Linked DNA regions of Zea mays: all the other regions are linked to region 1. A link is a contact called in public Hi-C data. All regions are on one chromosome and are shown on one strand. Each heading gives the region's core, a stretch centred on a gene start, on an enhancer-like site or on the middle of the called end of the contact. The rest is flanking DNA. Distances are from core to core; before and after follow the strand shown. Region 1 holds the start of LOC100278803. Region 2 has its middle 21 kb from the start of LOC109941425. Region 3 holds the start of LOC103635643 (MADS-box transcription factor 4-like).

Region 1 (3,407 bases), core at 387-2,886:
TCGTCTTGGATTAAGGACGCATGTGCCCTCAGACACCCAGGTCATCCCCGGAATATTCCCATAAAGCAGGGTTACAGACTGTCATTACAGAAAAGCCTTTACAAATCGGGCCCGTAATAGACTCAGCTGCGCGGGGCCTGTTACAATGGGCCGAATTCCGCGTGGGCCTTCGTGTTGGACGAGGATGCGGGATGGGGCGACCTCGTCGTAGGCCTTCGTCCTGCAGCATGTTAGACGAAGGGTGGAAACTGCCGGTCGCTTTGCCTCCGTTGTTGCAGTGAGATTGGCGAAGGCATCGAGCGAAGGGCAGCGTCTTCGCCTTCGCCCCAACATTTGCCCTCCGAGGGACCAGTTCGACTAAGTCATCTGGTGCCGAAGACGTCGCTAGATGGTGGAGACGCTACCCTCGCTCAAAGTGGTTCCGCGGGGGTTTTTGATGTGATCGTTGATGGACGCGGTATTGTTGGACTGCGGGTTTCCCGAAACGTCGCGTCCTGTGTATAAAAGGGGGGCGGGGCGGCGCGGGCCAGGTACTCTTTCCGCGCGCCGCGAAACCCTAGCCTCCTTTTGAAACCGTTCGCCTGCTCGCTTGCCCTCCTTGCTTCTGCTCGTCAGAGATCTGGCCCGCGTCAAACAGACTGCCCGCCGCCGCTGCCGGTACGTAGCCATGCCGTCCTCTTCTTCATTTGCTGCCGATACGCCGCCGGCCGGCGCATCGTCCGAGGACACTTTGAGCAACGTGGCGGTGGAGGAGTTGCATCCTGGTGATACCGTGGAGTTTGGCGTGTCGCGGATTTCCTCGGTCCGTGTAACACCATAAATCCATGCATTGAAAACAATCGTATTTGAACTATTAATTTCCAGTAGATAGGAGAAATATTTACGCTTTAAATAATGAATTTGGTTATAAAAACAAATTACACAATTTTCGAATAAATAGAATTTATGCTGAAGCATATATTGTTTGAATTTCAGATCCAGTTTTTGGAATTTATTATGTAATAAAAATCTCATTTCATAAAATAAGAACGAATTATTAAAGTAATAATTGAAAAAAAGGCATAGGCTAATAATTTTCGTTTCTATTTTCCTTTTTTGGACCCAATCTACTTTAATAATAAACTTTTGACTAAAATGATTTATTATTTAAAATTAGATATTATGTATTTTTTATTATATTTTTGAAATATATATATATATATATAATTATACATATATTATATTCTTTTATTTAAAACAATTTAAAATTCTAAAAAAAAAGAGAACGGTCGTTCTTGTGGCCGCTCGGCCCTCCCTGGCCTGCTAAGCCACCGCATCTAAGCCTCCTCTCTTACACGTGGGACCAGCAATTCACACTCCCTCCTCTTTTTATCTCTTGCACGTGGACCCCACTTATCATAGAATTATCTTCTTCCTTCGGCTACTATTTTCTCTGCTTCTTCCGTTCGCAGCCGATGGCGCCCAGCTCACACTCCCACCGCCTCGCCTGCCCGGTTTTAGTTCTATGGTAGACGCCGCCAACCGCACTAATACCTGGCCCTAGCTCTTCCCCTTCCTCCCCACTATACTGTACGCCGGCTATTTATTCCGGTCATTCATGGTTCTAAATTCTTCAGTTTCTGAGCTTCAATAGCCATCAAATCTCCAACCGTAATTTCCTCTCCCTGCTAGCCGCCGCTCTCTCCTCCTTCCCCTTGCTTCTCTCCCATGCAGCGCCGCCCAGCCCTTGAAGCCGACCCGGCCGCCCGAGCTCAAGCCCCGAGCTGCGCAGCCACCCAGCCCCACCCGCAGGTGCCGCGACCCGGCCACCCGCGTCCGACCGCACCAGGAAGCCGCCAGGACCCGCTGCCGTGCCCCTGCACCTGCACGCCCGCGACGCCCAGGCGCGACTGCCTCGCGCCGCCATCCGCCGAGCCCCAGGCGCGCAACCCCGGGAGCCGAACCAAGCTGACCGCCTTGCCCTTCCTCGACGCGCGAAACTAGGAGCAGCCGCGCCAGCCGTGACTCGACCGACCCCGCGCGTCCACCTCACCGTGACCGACGCGCCCTGCGCACATCCTCGCCGCGCGACTCGAAGCGCAAGTGCCGCAGTCCGTTCGTCTCACGATTTACTGGAGCATTACTACATCCGTTTCCTTTCCCCATTATTCTCTCTGGTAACGTCGCCATTGATGGTGCCATAATGCTGCCGACGCGTCTCTCTGGCTGACTCTCCATCTTCTCTCTCTTCTCTATAAAAGACAGCAGAGCCTCTCTCTATTTTCCCGTACCCAAGCTCGCCCCTCTCTCACTCTGTTGCTCGCCGTCGTACGTCGTCGCCGGAGCTCGCTGTTCCTCGCCGGAGCTTGTACCCCACCGTCAGAACGCTCACCAACGACCACGTCCGGAATCCCTGCCCACGCGCGCGCAGCAGCACCCCGGCAACCGTGCCCACGCCGTTCGCCGTCATCCGTTCATCCCAAGGTCGAAGACAACCCGAAATATTTATTTTCTAAATCATGTTTTGAATTTATTGTGAGTTATTGTTGTAATATTATGATGATGCGATTTGGTGATTCGTATATGATTGTAGGGATTTTGTTTTATACGTGTAGTCAAAATCGAACCCCGCGACAATGCTTTAATATGTGTATGATTTTATAATTTTAATGAGTACAGTCACTATTCACTATCGAAGTGATTTTCAAACTAGAAAACATTTACATATTTATTTCGCTTTAGTGTGTGTGGAATGATAATTGGTTAGTATTGATATAAGAAATTGAAATAGTGATTAAGCCACGTATGTCCGGTCAAATGAAAATATATATTTTCTCATGATAAATGTATTCATAAATATAACACTTAAATTACTTAGAATTAGTAGGATATTTATTTATGTCATAATAACCATGATTATGTTATTAAAAGTCTTATTTAGTAATGTACAATTAATTCTTAGTATATTAATATTAAAGGAATTAAATAAACAATTTTTAGTTATACGTATAAATTCTATTTAGAAAAGAAAGAAGAAAACATAAAGAGTAGAATTTATAATAATATTAAAAATGACTTAATTAGGCGCTTATATTTTTCTAATAAAGAAATTGATAGTATGTTGATAAATGTAGGTTTCTTACTAAAGAATTAGATAATTTGTTTATAACTTTAAAATGATTTTTTTAATAGACATCATGATTTTGATTTAATAAGGTTCGTTATAGATGTTTAAGTACCCATAATAATATGATTTACAATAGAATTATGTCATATAACTTTTCTAATAATGGCTTAATTAAGTGCTCACACCGTTATAACTAAAATGATAGTTAATAATATACCAATGAATATAGTATTCATTTCAAATGATTTAGGTCATATGTTCCTAAATTGAAACTAAATATAATCAATAGATTATTTATATT
Region 2 (3,407 bases), core at 631-3,130, 220 kb before region 1:
CTAAAAGGTTGATACCTTTTTGTCATTGCCTAAAGGGATCAACAGAGTGCAAACCACACATGTGGATCTATAGATTTATAAACACAAAAATGTTGTCCACCAAAATGGTGTCCAATTCATAAAAAATATATCTGTATTTACGCGTCTTTCCTCCTCCGTCCTAGTCTAGTCCCTTTGTCGATGGAACTGAGTCGCACCAGAGTACGTGGACTGGTTGGAGGTTGCATTGTTGTGGCTGCTTGGGATATTACCATGCTTGTGGGAGGACAAAGAAGGAGCACATGTACCATATGGAAGGAGCCTCATAAGGAGGAGAGAATGGAGGAGCAACAATATATAGAGGAGCACCGTATAATATATAAGGAGTGATTAGTTCCGACCCGTACGGTCAGTATCGACCAGAGACCTAGTCGGTATCAACTCGGACTTCGATGCGGTGATCAGTACCGACCCGTACTGTCCCAACATAATTGTTACCGACCATGCCGATTAGTCGACACCATGCCGATTAGTCGACAGATCCATCAACCGACCGGTCATAACATATCTGCCAATAGGGTCACGACGATCTATACGAACTATGTTGAAGACCACATCATCATAGGGAAAGAGGTCGCGCTGGACCCGGCCGGCCTTATATTCAACGACAAGATCCACATATATCTGCCAATAGGGTTACCGAGCGCAGGACTTTACCGAAGGCGACACTCGGTAAAGTAGTTTTTGTCCAGTCTCCAGTGCCCGATAAAAAACACTCGGTAAAGAATACGACACTCGGCAAAGACCCGGATTCCGATAGCAGCTAACTGCCGATCGAGTAGGAAGAGTCAGACACATCTCCGATCCCCAGCCCGCATTCTACACTAAATGAACGTACTCTTGTCGTCATGCATTGCACGATTCACGAGAATGCGCCTGTGGTGTACTTATCCTTAAAGCGTGTTGACTTGTCAGGGACACGTACAATTACCGTAGTCGTACGTCCGCAAAGCACATTGACGCGCTGCATTGCATGCTCAGCCATGCATCTTCCAGCGTTGCACACGCGCGCTTGTGCGTAAGCGTAGCGCACTGCAAGTGCATGCTGGCCTGAAGTGGTCCGTGTGTGCCGTTCTATACCACAACCTTATTAGCTATTAGAGTGTGTCTGACTTCTTCTTTAAAAACCTTCTATAAGTCTATTTAAACTTCATCCTACGAACAGTACAATCTACAGTAAAAAACAGTGCAAAAATAATATTTCAGCTAATCATATGGGTGAACTGCTGGACACGGTTTAAGGATAAGCCAAGATTCACGACTTCACTGAAATCTCTAAAAGCCCTTACGCTGTCTTACAACCAGTCGCTAAAAACATATGCCGACTACACATATTCGACGCTATAAGTCTCGTCGGGATAAAACTATAGCGTCGATGTAGTGCATCCTAATACTATATCCGTTCTTAAATATTTGTCGTTCGCTAGTTTATTTTTATACTAAAACGTGACAAATAAAAAAATGGAGGGAGTTAAAAGCACTTCAGTTTTGTTTCCCTCCTCTCCATCTATGTAAGTTAGAAAGATGAAAGGAGAAGAACAAAATTCAGACGATGACCCATGCACTAGTGTATACCAGCAAACATTTCATTTAGCTTTTCTATTAGTAATTCTTTTACTGTGTGGATTCTTGGTTGTCGGTAATGTTTATACTGGAGATTTTTGTTTCCGCCTTTAGAAAATGTTCAGATGACACTACAAATCTCCTCGGTAACTTGTGGAGAAAAATCCAAATATAAATAATAAGCATGGGCCTCTTTTGTAAGTCCTGATGAGGTTCAGTCACGGGCTTCAGGCCCTAGTCGCGGTACAGCAGTCTATGCAATGCAAACGCACATCGATCGTCGGAGTACACAGGATCTCCTGCGCCGCTTGTGAGAAGCCATCGTCTCATATGCCTCTCTATCCGCTCTATATAGCCTATACTATTCGTACTTTAGAATTTTAGATCGACGACGACGGAGATGTGCATATATATTGTTGCTGTATATTCTGTTGGCTATATATAGCTAGCTACGCATACGTGCGCTTAGTTTTCTTAAATAATTAGTTCATACAACGACGACACTGCTCACACACTAGCCTGACAGAGATAACCGGCTAGTCTTGGGTGGAGCTCACTTGCATGCATGGAGACTAGGAGAAGCAGGACACAGTGATGCATGGGCGTGAGATGGGGACCATCATTCTAGAAAACAATTTGTGGTTAGGAATGATCATTAGGCTAGTCTCACCGGGAGTTTTATGTCTTAAGTTTATAAAACTCACATGTGTTGGAAACAATACAAATTAGTTTCTTCCCCACGGAACTCATTTCTTCCCACAAAACTTTGACCATATTTCTCTACTTATACTATGTCATGTCACCATACTTTCTAAGTTGGTAGCTTATTTAATGCTCACAAAGCTCCCATAAAATCTTTAGTGTGAGTGGTCTTAGTAGAACCTTTTACCATGGGATCCACCTAAAATTGCATTTTTTACAAGGGGGGAGGGAGAAAAGACTCAAGTTGTTGTATTGTTTCAGACTTACCAGATGGAAGAAGTACTAGTTTGTTGGTATATAGGGATGTAAACATCCGTCCGTATTTGAATTCGATCCGTCTAAGAGGGCTGAGATCCGATTCGTATCCGAGTCCGGGTACTCAGTATTCGATCTGTATCTGATTTTTATCCGTATTCGTATTCTCAAAGTTAGATATTTAAGATATCGATATCCATTTAAATTTTATCCTACAGATCTGAATCCGAAGAGAAATATGAAAACAAATATGGAACGAGTAATATACGTCTATATCCGATCCGACTATACCCCTAGTGGCATAGTACTCACTCCGTCTATAAAAAAAGATATATAATTATAGTATCCGTGCGGGTCAATCTAAATCAAGTTTGATTAAATTTAGAGTAAACAATATTATTATTTTTTGTCTCTAAATAAATTTACCATAAGAATATATTCTACAAATAATCGAATGAAGCTTACTTTATATTATGAATATTTATATTTTTATATAAATTTAATTAAAATTCAGAGTATTTCATTTTTTAGAAAAAAAAACAAGAACTATATGTTTATGGATGGATAGAGTATATTGCTAATAAAAATGAGGGAGGGCACCTCTGCTGCACATATACGAGCAATGAGCGAGCTGCGCGGCCCCATGCATGCATGCGTGCATGTGTGCTATTAATTCAGAAATTGTCAGAGTCTTCTCCATTTCTCTCAATCAATTTGGAGTTTTGGACCTTATTCTTCTGTCACTCCATCCTGCAACCTTCTAGATCTGACTACGAGGACACTGTTCCAACACGGGTTCCAGAACGATATGATCAGCAAACAGAGAACAAGTGAAGAAGTAAAATCCA
Region 3 (3,407 bases), core at 503-3,002, 150 kb after region 1:
TCTTACATAGTTTAAAAATTTCTAAACTCTTGGTTTATAATATATGATGGATTTAACCGAATAATTTTTTTGAGTAGACTTGAATTATTTTGGGACATGGATTATGACATGAATTTAATTCCAATCCATACTAATCTAAAGTTGGATTGGTGTAAATGAACAAGTCCTAATTCGTCTTCGATTTGTTTGGTTAGTTTGGTCTTGGGTTGGTAATAAGTCTGACAAATCACCTTGAATACCAATCAGTGAGCAGAATTGCGTTCCAACTAGAAATCCCAAGACAAGAATTTTCATGTCCTTGGAAATTTGCTCAGCGTGGTTGTGTGCAGTTTCTTCGGTTAACTCGGAACATTGAGTTTGTTTAGAATATTGCATACTGATAAGTTATGCTAAGGAGTTGAAAGGAGGAAGGATGATCAAGCAAAGTTTCAACTGCTATTCAGATGGGGGAGAATTACCATCCTAAAAGTCAGTATCTTGTGTTCGTCCTCCAGCATCTTTCCCTGTAACCAATCACAAATGACTGTTAATGACCCGAAGCTGCAAAAACTTTTCTGTAAAAAAAAAATTACTCAACGACTTCTTTCAAAAGAAAAAGAAAAGGAAGTATCCCAGGATGTATAGAGTAGGAACAAAGAATAGAATCCAAGATTAGAGATCGTACATTCGTCTTGTGCATCCTCCAGTAGTCCATCTACAGCAACAGTGGAATAAAGCAACATCAGAAACAAAACCCTTCCCCTAATGAACTATGCCGTGCTTGTGTGCTGCAAGCGACTAAATAAGCTCAGGAGCAACTGGAAGAGTAAGGATTACTGCCTGCTTCTCGCGCATGTTGGTCTGCCCATTCTGGAGGCCCTCTTCAATAGCGATCAGCTCCCTGTGCTGTAGGGAGTTCAGGTCCTCGCCTTTCAGATGCCTGCACCATCACAAGTGACGGACACGCTAGCACAATCACAACAAGAACACACACGAACAGCGAGCTAGTGAAGTGCGCGCGCAGCTAGAGATCCGGAGCAGATCTGAATCAGAAACACTGGCCTGAGCTGAATCTGCATGTTGTCGTTCTCCTTCTTGACTCTGTCGATCTCTGCACTCAGGTTCTGAAACATTTCATCCGTTAAATTTTGAACCGTTAATCTGTTCGCGGCGCTGAAACAAAGTAACAAACTGTCGAGGAAAGGGGAATCTGAAGGGCGGGCACCTTGTGCTTCTCACCCCACAGTATCTTCCCGGAGTTGGTCTGGTACTTCTCCAAGATCCTGGACAGCCTGCCAACAAACCAAATTTGGGTCTTTTCGATCAGTTTTGCTTGCACACAACACAGAAGAAAAGAAGAAGGACGATAATAAACAAGCAAAAGAATAAAAAGAATGAGAGGGCAATGGACAGACGAGGTCCTGGGCGAGCAGTAGTCGTAGAGCTTGCCGCCGCTGGAGAAGATGACGACGCCGACCTCGGTGTCGCAGAGCACGCCGATCTCCCGTGCCTTCTTGACCAGTCCGGCCCGGCGCTTGGAGAAGGTCACCTGCCGGTTGGTAGAGTTCTCGATCCTCTTGATCTTGATCTTGCCGCGCCCCATACTGCGTTCTCCACTCCCAAACAGATCCAAGGGCAGCAAGAGCTCAGCTCAAGCAAGAACCCACTTCTTTCCACTTCCAGCCTTCTCCTTCCCTTGAGCTAGCTGCTGCTCAAGTGGTGTGGATCTTTATGCGGGAGCTAGCCGATGCAACTAGTGGACCGTGGACGGCGTGAGCACTGAGAAGTAAAGGAGATGCGGCCATCACCGGAGTGGAGGTGAGGCCGTGAGGGGGCTTTCGCGCCGGTGCAGGATTGCAGGGCCGGAAATGGAAACCGCTAGCGTGGGCGCGTTGCTGTGTTTGTTACGTTCGCATGTGCGCTGCATCTGCATGCCTGTGGCCCTGTGCTGATCACTAGGCCCTACGTTTTTATCTTTTTTTCTTTTTACTAGCCAACATGTCCATACATTGCATGCAATATATGTTGAAATCTGACTTATTATTATTGGATATGAATTATTCTAGCTCGTATGAACACGAATCATAAATCTAGGCACATAAAAATAAGGAAATGGAGGGACGAAAAAGTAAAACGTAAACATATAGCTACAGAAAATCTTGTCCTTTGAAAGATAGCAAATCTAGACAACACAGGCAAACTACAATTCAAGTGGGAAGAGCCCTTCCTCGTAACGGCTTTGATCCGATCATATAGACTAAAGTATATGGAGACAAATAAAGTCCCGAGGTTGTGGAATACACGGTCTCCAAGGTTATTTTGTGTAGATACGTAGCGATGTTTCTTTTTCTTTTCTTTTTTTAATTTTTGTTTCAAGATAACACCATTTTTCCTTACGGGGTTCTTCGTAAAAAAGACAGAGAGTAGGGATTTTTAATGGTACCGTCTTTGTAAAAATTGTAATCGCCCAGTAAATATAAGGGCAACCATCCCCAAAAGAACGAACAATCTTCTTTTGTTGTTGCGCCTTCGAGTGTAAAAGACTTTGAAGTTCTTTAAATAGAAGACAAAGTCATAAAAAAGATCCTAAAGTCCTTCATATGGAAGGCAGGATCAAAGGATACCCTTCATCACCAAGTAAAAGTAAGAAGGTGCAAAGACTCCTTCACACGGCAGGTACAGTCAAGAAAAGACTCCAAAGTCTTTTAGATGGAAGAAAGAGTCAAGAAAAGATCTTGAAGTCCTTTAGATGGAAGATAGGATTAAGAATTACCCTTCGACAATAAATAGAAGTGAGAAGGTAAAAAGACTTCAAAGTCCTTCAAGAAGAAGGCAGAGCTAGAAAAAAACTTGAAGTCCTTCAGGTGAACATCGCGGGTGGGGCTTCCTTCGAACTAGCTCTCTTGGGTGCCATCGCGGGTGGTTTGTTCGTAGTACGAACGGTGGACGCCAAATGTTGGTACTCGTTCAGGTGAACAAGTGGATCCAACGGGAGAGTGGAGAAATAGTTCGCAAGGTTCAACGGGGAACGACAATAGCTCTGTTAATCTGCCCCGTCAAGGGTACTGTACGGGGGTATTTATAGGTGTCCGAGTGCCTACCGCCCTCAAACAAGGACGTTTATGCCCTCGGGAACCCAGAGTATCATCAAAATATTCCCCCAGGGGAGGTTACAGACCGTCATTACAGAAAAGGCTATTACAGATGAGGCCCGTAACATGCTTATCCCTGCGGGGCCCGTTACAATGGGCCGAATCCCCCTTGGGCTTCCGGACCCGATGAGGACGTGAGGCTAGCAGACATCGTCGGAGTCTTGCCTTCGTCTCGCAATGGAGAAGGGCGAAGGGTGCCTGCGAAGTCCAGTCACGAAGTCCTCATCGGATCGGCGTCCTTGGCGTCGTTGGTGAAGCGAGGCGACGCAGGCGACG

The links. Hi-C and Micro-C count contacts between places; a contact is called where the count stands out from the background.
Region 2: a contact with region 1 is called in a Hi-C map of ear, with 2.4 times the contacts expected there. The contact joins the enhancer-like site here to the promoter of LOC100278803 in region 1. A contact is called at or near these places in 3 of 25 Hi-C or Micro-C datasets (ear, endosperm and tassel).
Region 3: a contact with region 1 is called in a Hi-C map of tassel, with 2.9 times the contacts expected there. The contact joins the promoter of LOC103635643 here to the promoter of LOC100278803 in region 1. A contact is called at or near these places in 6 of 25 Hi-C or Micro-C datasets (ear, endosperm, leaf and 2 more) and 1 of 3 datasets of contacts at active chromatin or transcription factors (leaf).

The regions. Positions count from the first base shown.
Region 1 is chr8:105,277,444-105,280,850 of Zm-B73-REFERENCE-NAM-5.0, reverse strand. LOC100278803 reads left to right here and starts at 1,636. Exons shown (of 1, transcript NM_001151960.2): 1 at 1,636-2,643. The coding sequence starts at 1,708. The coding sequence ends at 1,983.
Region 2 is chr8:105,495,389-105,498,795 of Zm-B73-REFERENCE-NAM-5.0, reverse strand. No RefSeq gene overlaps it. Among protein-coding and RNA genes, the nearest start is that of LOC109941425, 21 kb to the right of the region's middle. Within about 2 kb of position 1,880, at least 13 of the 20 cell types and tissues checked have an H3K27ac peak or open chromatin away from gene starts, as enhancers often do. A contact at or near this core is called in ear and tassel, where this site is marked.
Region 3 is chr8:105,124,002-105,127,408 of Zm-B73-REFERENCE-NAM-5.0, reverse strand. It overlaps LOC103635643 (MADS-box transcription factor 4-like), which reads right to left and starts at 1,752. Exons shown (of 6, transcript NR_183618.1): 1 at 1,395-1,752; 2 at 1,205-1,271; 3 at 1,042-1,103; 4 at 665-919; 5 at 459-503.